Linked DNA regions of Oryctolagus cuniculus: region 1 is linked to region 2. Evidence: chromatin contacts called from public Hi-C data. All regions are on one chromosome and are shown on one strand. The core of a region is the stretch at or near the end of the contact, and the rest is flanking DNA. Distances in the headings are between cores, read along the strand shown. Region 1 overlaps NEDD9 (neural precursor cell expressed, developmentally down-regulated 9). Region 2 overlaps LOC103349679.

Region 1 (4,368 bases), core at 634-3,133, 170 kb before region 2:
AGCTTGTTACTTGAACCTGTCATGGAGATCTTTTCTGCTGGTAGAAATTGTGGACTTTTACAAAGGTCAGGATGCTCTGCCAAGACCACATAAACAGGAATTCCATGACTGGACGGAGCATGGTCTTCTTTTCTTTCGGGAGGCACTGCCCAGCACAACAGTATTGCTGCATAATGCTTATTAAGTGAGTGAGCGCCAACACAGCCTGCCTCCTTGCTAACCCTTTCCAGAAGAGAACTTCAACATGTACTTGAAAAATGGAACTAAAGGGTAAGCTTAGGGACAGACTCTGGCTGGTGGTTGACTCCTGCATCTCATATTAGAATATCTGGATTTGAGTCCTGACTCTACTCCAAGTTCCAGCTTCCTGCTAACGCAGATGCTGAGAGGCAGCAGATGATGGCTCAAGTAATCAGGTTCCTGACACCACATGGGAGATCTGTATTGCCTTCTTGTCTCCTGGCTTTGGCCTGGAGCCTTGAACTTTTTGAAGGCCTCTTGTATACCCTTACATTTGAAAAGTTCTTCCTTTATAAACCCTTAACCCTGGAAAAGTCTTCTTGACTTCTGTCTATGTGCATATTTCCACTTTGTGGATTATAAGACTTGGGGGCTGGAGTTGTGGTATAGTGAGTTAAACCAATGCTTGCCACATTGGCATCTCATATCAGAGTGCCAGTTGGACTCCTGGCTACTTCGCTTCTGATCCAGCTCCCTGCTAACGTGCCTGGAAAAGCAGTGGAAGATGGCCCAAGTCCTTGGTAACCTGTCACCCCCATGGGAGATGGAGATGTGGTTCCAGGTTACTGGCCTTGACTGGGCCTAACCGCGGCCATTGCAATCATTTGGGGAGTGAACCAACAGATGGAAGATCTCTTTTTTTTCCTCTGTCTCCATCACTCTGCCTTTCAAATAAATAAAATGACCCTTTAAAAAACAAACAAAAAAGATGTGCTTTCGTGTGATGTGACACGGCATGAAGAAATGTCATGGGATGGAACTTGGCAGTCCCTCCTGTCCTCCCTCTGTCTCACTTTCTGCTCTTGGCTCAGTGGAATAAGCAGAACAGGCCAGTGAGTGTGCACTGAGTTCCTGGCTGGGGCTGAATGTGCTGTTTCCAATCTACTCCTGAGCTTTGTCATTTTCCAGGGCACAGTGGCCTTTGAAACTCACCCTTCACATGTGGTTCCCAGCATCACAGCAAGGGCCCACGTAGGCTGGGATAAAATGGGAAAGGAGGAAAAGTAGGTTAAACACCAAATGACCACCCTCCTGTGGGCATGGGGACACCTATTCCTGAGGAGCTGGGGATGCATTTTTTCCCACTTGTGTCCCCAAACAACCCATGTGACCTAGTCTTCAGAGAAAGCTTGCCCCTTGTCCCTCATCAGCTGTGAATGCCCAGCAGGCCCCAGTCCAGGGCCTGGAACCTGTCTGGCCAACCCAGACAGCCGCCAGCTGGCGCTGAGGAGCCAGAAGAAGGAATCTGAGCAATGTAGAGCCTGGTGGAAGGGGGAGATGGGAGGAATGTGGTGCGGGGACACATCACTCCTTGCGAGGTTCAAGCCAAGCTTTTGAAGATTGATTCATTTTAGAAAGTAAACAAAGTGTGCTAGCTCTCAGCGATCTTTTATTTTGTCTGCTAGAGAAATGTCTTGAGAGCACGGGCCCAGGACTGGGTGGCGGTACAGGCACCAGCACCCACTCTTGCCTTGCCAGATTGAACGTGGACGGCACATTTCTGCCCACGGCAGCAGAGACCTATGGAGTGGCTCTCCTCTTTATAGGGAAAACCGAAAGGGCCCCTGCTGATGAGCACAAGACATTGTCTCACTCACTGACACCACTGAGATTTGCAGATGTTTAAGTATAAGTTCCTTGAATTTGCTGAAGTCTTGGCACCCTGTGATTTCAGACTTGAAGATGTAGACAAGGGGATGTCGCAAGGGTTTTCTTGAACTTCAAGGCCTGCGGTTCTCATGACTCATGCTCTAAACAGTCTTTGGGAGCTTCTGGTCTTAGGAAGGGGGGGCCAGGATGACAAGAAGCAAGGGTGAAGCCCCTTCTGACCCTGGAAGACAGAAGCCACGTGTTCCCCAGCTTTCAAACTTGCCACCTCAAAATCACTCCATACAGCGGTTCTCAGCATCCATGAGAGATTGGTTCCAGCATCCCTGTGGATACCAAAACCCATGGGTGCTCAAGTCCCTTCTATAGATGACATAGTATTTGCCGTAACCTATGTAATCCTCTGATACACTGCAAATCAGCTCTAGTTTAGTTGTTAAACCTAATATAATGTAAATGCTATGTATATGTTATACTGCCTTTTTTTTTTTTTGCAGAATAAAGACAGAGAAAAAAGTCTGTACATATTCAGTACAAATACAGTTTGTTTGTTTGTTTGTTTTTTGCCCCGAGTATTTTCTGTCTGTGGTTGTTTAATCCTGTGGCTGTGGACCCTGTGGCTATGGAAGACCAACTGTGTGTTCACAGGCTCTCTACTGTGCAGTTCTGGTCATCGGAAGAAATAAAAGGACACCCTCCTTATGAAAAGAATTCTGCCCTTTTCAGTTTACCTCTCTCAAGCCCAATCTGGGATGCAGCTTCCCATCCATCTCCTTTCTTCTCTGCTCCCTACTCTTAAACCCTCTGCTCTCAGCAAGTGAATTCAGGTCTTCCTTACCCTAAATACAGATGCATTTTTCTTGTTCAGAACCCTGGAGGCCAGACAGATGGTGTAAGCCACAGTATTTCATTGTAGAAAGACACGGAGGGCACATGCATGTATTACAAGATCTTTCCAGGGCTGTGGGACTGCATCCCATTGCAAACTCTTTCACATTTTGTGTGAGTGGTCTTACAAAGTGGCGTATGTGGAAAAGAGGCGTTACTTTGGGTCATTGCTGGTGGTTTAGCTGCCACACAGATCGTGGAAATATCCAGACTTCGACATTTGTGGATGGGTGGACACAGACCACAGATACTTTCTGTAGGTCTCCAGAATCTTCCCGTTGCTGGCTCTTCCCCAGCTGCAACCCAGTTTTTTCTTTCACTTGCAGAAGCCAGAGAGTCAATGATCCCAAGTCCTGGCCTCTCACTCAGTCCCCACACCCGCCTCTGCCCCTGACTTCGTCTGCAATCACCCAAACCAGCAATCTGGACTGTTGTATTGAAGTTTATGTTACTAGAAAAATAAAATGAAAAAGAAAAGCCCTGATGATGATGATGATGATGACAACCAGGATGATGAAATTGACCCCTGAGATTAAATGACCCCTGCCTGATTGCTGTCCAAGTCTTAAAGCACTCACTCAATTTCTGTACCTGCTTCATTGTGGGCCTTCTGATATTTGGCCTATTGAGATCTACAGAGCACAGCTGGGGAGCCCCCACAGTGAGACCCCCATCCCCATTGCCAAGGCTGAGACTTCCCTGCCAACTCCTTTATCCCCCCCTTAGCTCGTGACATTGTTCACCATGTGCGTTGTCTTCAATGCACTCCTTCCTCTAGTCCTGTGGCAGTAGGTTCTTCTGATTCTTCAGCTGCTTTTGCCAATACTTATTAATTTTCTTCTCAGGTAGGCATTCCCCAAGGTTCTATCCTCAGCCCCTTTTCCTACTGTATTTCCCGCTGTCCACCTCATCTTCTCTAATGACTACTCTTGTCTTTGTACTGATGACTATCACATCTTCTGACCTGAGTTGTGAGTTCCAAACTCTCATTTCCTGCTGCATCTATGCACTTCTCACATTCAAATATTGTACAGGTTAATTTTATGTGTCAACTCAGCTAGGCCATGGAACCCACACAGTAGGTCAAATATTAGTATTTGCAGAGAACATGTTTTATGGATGAGATTAAATTTTCAGACTTTGAATAAAGCAGATGACCCTTGATCATGCTGGTGGGCTTTATCCAATTAGGTGAAGGACTTGAGAGACTTAGGTCTCCAGAGGAAGAGGGAATTCTGTTCCAGACTGGCTCTAGCTGGAACATAAACTCTTCCCTGTGTCTACAGATTGTGGGCTTACTCCGCAGGTTTTGGACTTGTGATTCCTTAAAGTTATGCCTTAAAATAAGTAAATCTTCTTTCTGTCTCCTTACCACCCCTTACACCCACACCTAATTTGTCTGTTTCTCTGGAGAACTCTGACTAATACACATATGAAATTTCCATGAAACGGTGTCTACTTTGACCCATTTTCTATTTATGATAATACTGTTGTTCCAGTCAGTAGAATAAAAACTTCATACTGATATTTTGCTTCTTTCTCCCACCTACTTCTCACGTCTAGTGATCTGCCAAACCATGTCAATTGTACACCCTTAATATTCATGGCATATGTCCACCACTGGGGAGCCCC
Region 2 (4,406 bases), core at 311-2,810:
ACAACTGGGTGGGTAGGAGAAGGTTTCCCCGTGAAGACGATTATGAGCTGAGTCTTGAATAGTAAGTGAAGTTTTCCCAGCAAAAGAAGGCATTGCAAGCAAAGGAAGGGTGCAAGCTAAGACTAGGGGGTGTGCTTGGAGGACAGTCCATAGCTCAGAGCATGGAAACCCTTAGCCCTGTACCCCGTTGCAGAGAAAGGAAAACCCACACAATACCATTCTCTACCTTTTCTCTTTGTTCTCAGTTTCATTTGTAAAATACTTATATTAGGCCAGATTATGTTTAAAGTCCATTCTAATATTAAAACCTGTAGCTAATGGCCATCAGTCTTGAGTGTTTTGTTATACTGATAATAATATGCCCCTAAATGAAGCAAATGTTACGTGAACATAATGATTGCAGGCTCAGCCCAACAAGGCTCACTTAGAAGGGAATAATTGTGAAATATCTTTGAAGTCTACTGTGTTTTGCCTTAGAAGTGCATGTACATCATGTTCCTTAAAATATTTGACATATTTTATTAATGAAGTGTTTTGATGTCACTCACTAATGCCTCAGGAAGATTGGCTAACTCTACCCTTTATTTAAGTATTTCCTGGTAGCTACCTGCAGAAGCTCTGAGCTGGAATGAAAGTTCAGGCAGTCTCTGGGTTTCTTTTCACTTGCCCATTCACAGTCAGATTCACAGAGGCAGGCTGAGCACCAGGTCCCTGCAGAAGAGAAATACGGAGGAACCTAAGGATAGACAAGAGAGCTGAAGAGTAGCTTATCTGGGTTAACTGATCTTTATTAATGTCTTGGGCCAAAGGGAGTCAAGTAATTGCCTTATGAACCTTAGTTCCTTAGCTACTCTCACATTATTTTATTCATAGACTATTGGCTATATGGATTTTCTTTACAAAAGAGTATGATACGTAAAAGCTTCCTAAAATTGCCTGAAAGAAAAAAAAGCAATGCACATTTATTGGATTCTTGGCAAAAGACTGGAAAAATGTTCCAGAACTGATGAAGCAAGTTATTTTTAGACAACTTAGCTCTAAAGTATGTTGGTTCCTCTGTGAATGAGTTCATAGCACATGCCACAAACTACTTTGGACTGATCCTTTTGGGGGAAACAATCTCCATTTTTCCTTTTTATTATGTAATAAAATAAAATGAACAGTCTCCGTGCTGTTTTGGTAGAATTCCTCTATTGAAAGCACTTTTCTGTCTGCTTCTATCTCCATGTTTGCCTTTATATCAGCCCTTTGCTTTGCTTTTGTGACTTGAAGACATTAGTAGGAACTGAAGTCCTTCCCACCATTCATTTAGGACTTTACTTGTCCCCATTTTTAGCTCATGAGCTCACCCTTATGATTCATCAGATTTCGTATACTACAATCCTCTGCTGTTTTCCTTTTTTTATGAAAGGTTGAGAACTAACACTTTATATGGCATTGCGGGAGAAGGATTAGAGCACTGGTAGTTACGGAGATCTGAAGTTGTGATAAGAAATACACACGTGATTAGAAGACCTCCCTGACTTAGTCTTAAAATGGCATTAGTCCTGATGGTGCCAATGAGAATCAAGGGGCTGCGTGGTCTCAGAGCAAACACAATAGCTGTCTGCAGGATGCTCTTAATCTCAAGGGCAAATCAGGGAAATGGGGTTTCAGAGGCCTTGCCACACACACATCCCCCTGTGATTATAGAACCAAACACCCGTGATTCAGAGTGACTGCTTATCAGATACTAGAAATGTCTTCTAAACCATTAAGGGATTATGCAAGTCTGCTTGGCAGTCCCATGTAACTGAAATTAATAGAAGTTTTAATGTCATTTGTAGATGTTTCTGAGACTGCACTTTTGAAGTTTCTAATAATCTTTCTCTCTGTGGAAGGGAAATTAAGTTTACTTTTCCTAAGAAGCAGGGCCTGGATGCAGGTGCGTTTCCTCTATGTATCCTGTTTACTTTGCATGCAGGTCCTCTTCTTTGTACATCCTGGGCAAATTTCAACTCAAACAGCATACTTGGAGTACTAGTTTCTTTATGTTTTTAGTAGCCTAGAATTTGGTATTCTAGTTAAAATACACTCTTGGTAAATATGTTGGTTCTAGGGACTAGGAAAATCCAGAGGCCCTCTGTACTCACATGATCCTACCCCTTAAATTATTCCTGACTACATTGTCTGATGACAGAAGTGATCAATTTCCAGTATTCAATTTTAAGCTCCGATCTCTGATAAAACACACATGGAACCATTTTTTAAAATATTTTTATCATTCCCTATGCTTGATGTGAATGAAGGGTCTTGGGGATTTTGACATGGAGTGGTGATGAGAACTCAGGCTACTGGTGAGTGAGTGAGAGTAGATTCTCTGAAGGGAGACTGTGTAATTCAGCAGCTGTGATTGGGGTGGCCTTGCCTTCATTCATGAAAGTAGGGAAAATCCTTCTGTGAGGAGGGGCTTCAAACCCTTTGACACGCTTTCTGCGTGTAGCAGTGGAGGGTTCAGTGCTAGGGAATCTACACCAGCTCTTCCTTCTGTCTCCCCCTGGTGGACATGCACCAGTCTGTGTCAATATGGATAAATCAAGGTGGCCACCATTAAGCGGCCATATGCATTTGTAAGTGTCGCACGTTTTCATGAGACTTTCTTGCCACTGGTTACAGATTTGACTTTTGAGGCTGAATGATGCAAAAACTCTCATGTAACAGAGTTTACATAGAAGTTTCTTGTGATACCTTTGTCTAGTTTTAGTATCAGTTAATGTTGGCTTCTTAGAAAGAGCCTCCTCCACTTTTATTTTTTGGAAGAATTTATAATGGATTGGTATCCTTCTTTAAATGTTCAGTAGAACTCACCAGTGAAGGAACGTGGACTGGATGTTCATTGTGAAGGGTTGTTCGTTTTACTACATGTGTAGAGAAAAAAAGCAGATGTGTAGTTGTCTAATGACCTTTAGGCAGTGACTGGTTGCCTAGTGACTGTAAGGGAACACAAGATTTCTTTGGGGGGTGATGAACATGTTCTAAAATTAGATTGTGGCAATGGTTGCACAACTATGTGAAAACATTAAAAACCACGGAAGTGTTCTTTTTAAATGATTGTCTTTCTTTTCTGGCCAATGTAAAACACTCATTTAGCTTTGAACATGCTTCTACCATTTTACTTATTTATTCATATCTTATATTTCATTGTTCTTGTTTGAAGCAAAAAGGGGTACACAGAACACATACTAAAGCTAATTGTGATGCCTCCTTATAGTGAGTCTTTTATAAAAATAACTTCCAAACTGCTTTAAATTTATTTAATTATGTCTGTCTGTATGTATGTATGTATGTGATTGAAAGGCAGAGAGTTAGACAGAGAGAGAGAGACCTCTCATCTGCTGGTTCACTCTCCAAATGCCCACAGCAGCCAAAGTTGGGCAGGACCAAAGCCAGGAGCCATCAACTTAATCTGGGTCTCCCACTTGTGTGACGGGAGCCCAGCTACCTGAACCATCACTTCTGCCTCCCAGGTGTGCATTAGTAGGAAGCCAGAAGGCAGAGTGGAGCTGGGACTTGAACTCAGCCACTCTGCATGTGGCATCCCAAGGGGTATCTTAACCACTGCACCAAATATCCCACAAACTGCTTTAATAGTCCTTAACACCAACTGACACTTTCTTTGTACAGATGTCATCAAGATGTTGTAAAAATATTTTACAGTTCTTGCCCCCTGCAGAAGCATGATGTTGAATAATTAACTATGCATGTGGAACTATTCACCAGAGCTAATGATACCAGGTGAGAAATTTTCACACCTCGTGTGGTATACAAATAAGACACATTGAAGAGGGTAGAAGGGATAGTTTTACATTACCTGCATCAGTGCTCCCCAGACCCAAGGAAGCACATTGTGGAGCTTGGGAAGAGAACAGGGGAGTGAAGAGAGAACTTTGTCTTGAACCCCTACTTGAGGTCAGCCCTAGTAAAATAATTGGCAGAACTCCCCCCAGCCAGAGACTCCACACTGGTACCTGAAGATACAGGTTCTAGCCTTGCCCTGTTGACTCAATCCCTTGCCCTGTGTTAACACTTGGCTAATCCCCATGCCTCAGGCTCCAGACTTTCCCTGTGCCAGTGGACCCAGTGGACCCAGTGGTCCTGGGCTTTGGCCTTACCCCGGAACCAAGTCAACCTCACAGACCCAGACTCCAGGCTCTATCCAGAACCAGGCCACTGTAGCAGCCTCAAGCAATAGGCTGTCTCTTACCAAGATGTGCCCACGACCCTAGTCATCAGAGTATAACCCACACACCCAGCCTCCAGACCAGACCCTATGGTTATAGGCTATAGGTCCATCACATGCCAGGTCAGGTCTAGTTTCTGGATCAGCCCAGAACAAGTTAGCCCACATAGCCCTAGGTATCAGTCCC

Evidence for each region. A called contact is a pair of places that touch in the nucleus more often than the background predicts.
Region 1: a contact with region 2 is called in a Hi-C map of embryonic fibroblasts, with 2.0 times the contacts expected there. The contact joins two enhancer-like sites. A contact is called at or near these places in 2 of 6 Hi-C or Micro-C datasets (embryonic fibroblasts and skin fibroblasts).

What each region holds. Positions count from the first base shown.
Region 1 is chr5:159,339,901-159,344,268 of mOryCun1.1, reverse strand. All of the region lies in intron 2 of NEDD9 (neural precursor cell expressed, developmentally down-regulated 9), which reads right to left. Among named protein-coding and RNA genes, the nearest start is that of NEDD9, 140 kb to the right of the region's middle. Within about 2 kb of position 1,883, at least 1 of the 8 cell types and tissues checked has an H3K27ac peak or open chromatin away from gene starts, as enhancers often do.
Region 2 is chr5:159,169,570-159,173,975 of mOryCun1.1, reverse strand. It overlaps LOC103349679, which reads right to left. Exons shown (of 9, transcript XR_011388801.1): 7 at 608-711. Among named protein-coding and RNA genes, the nearest start is that of NEDD9, 28 kb to the left of the region's middle. Within about 2 kb of position 1,560, at least 3 of the 8 cell types and tissues checked have an H3K27ac peak or open chromatin away from gene starts, as enhancers often do.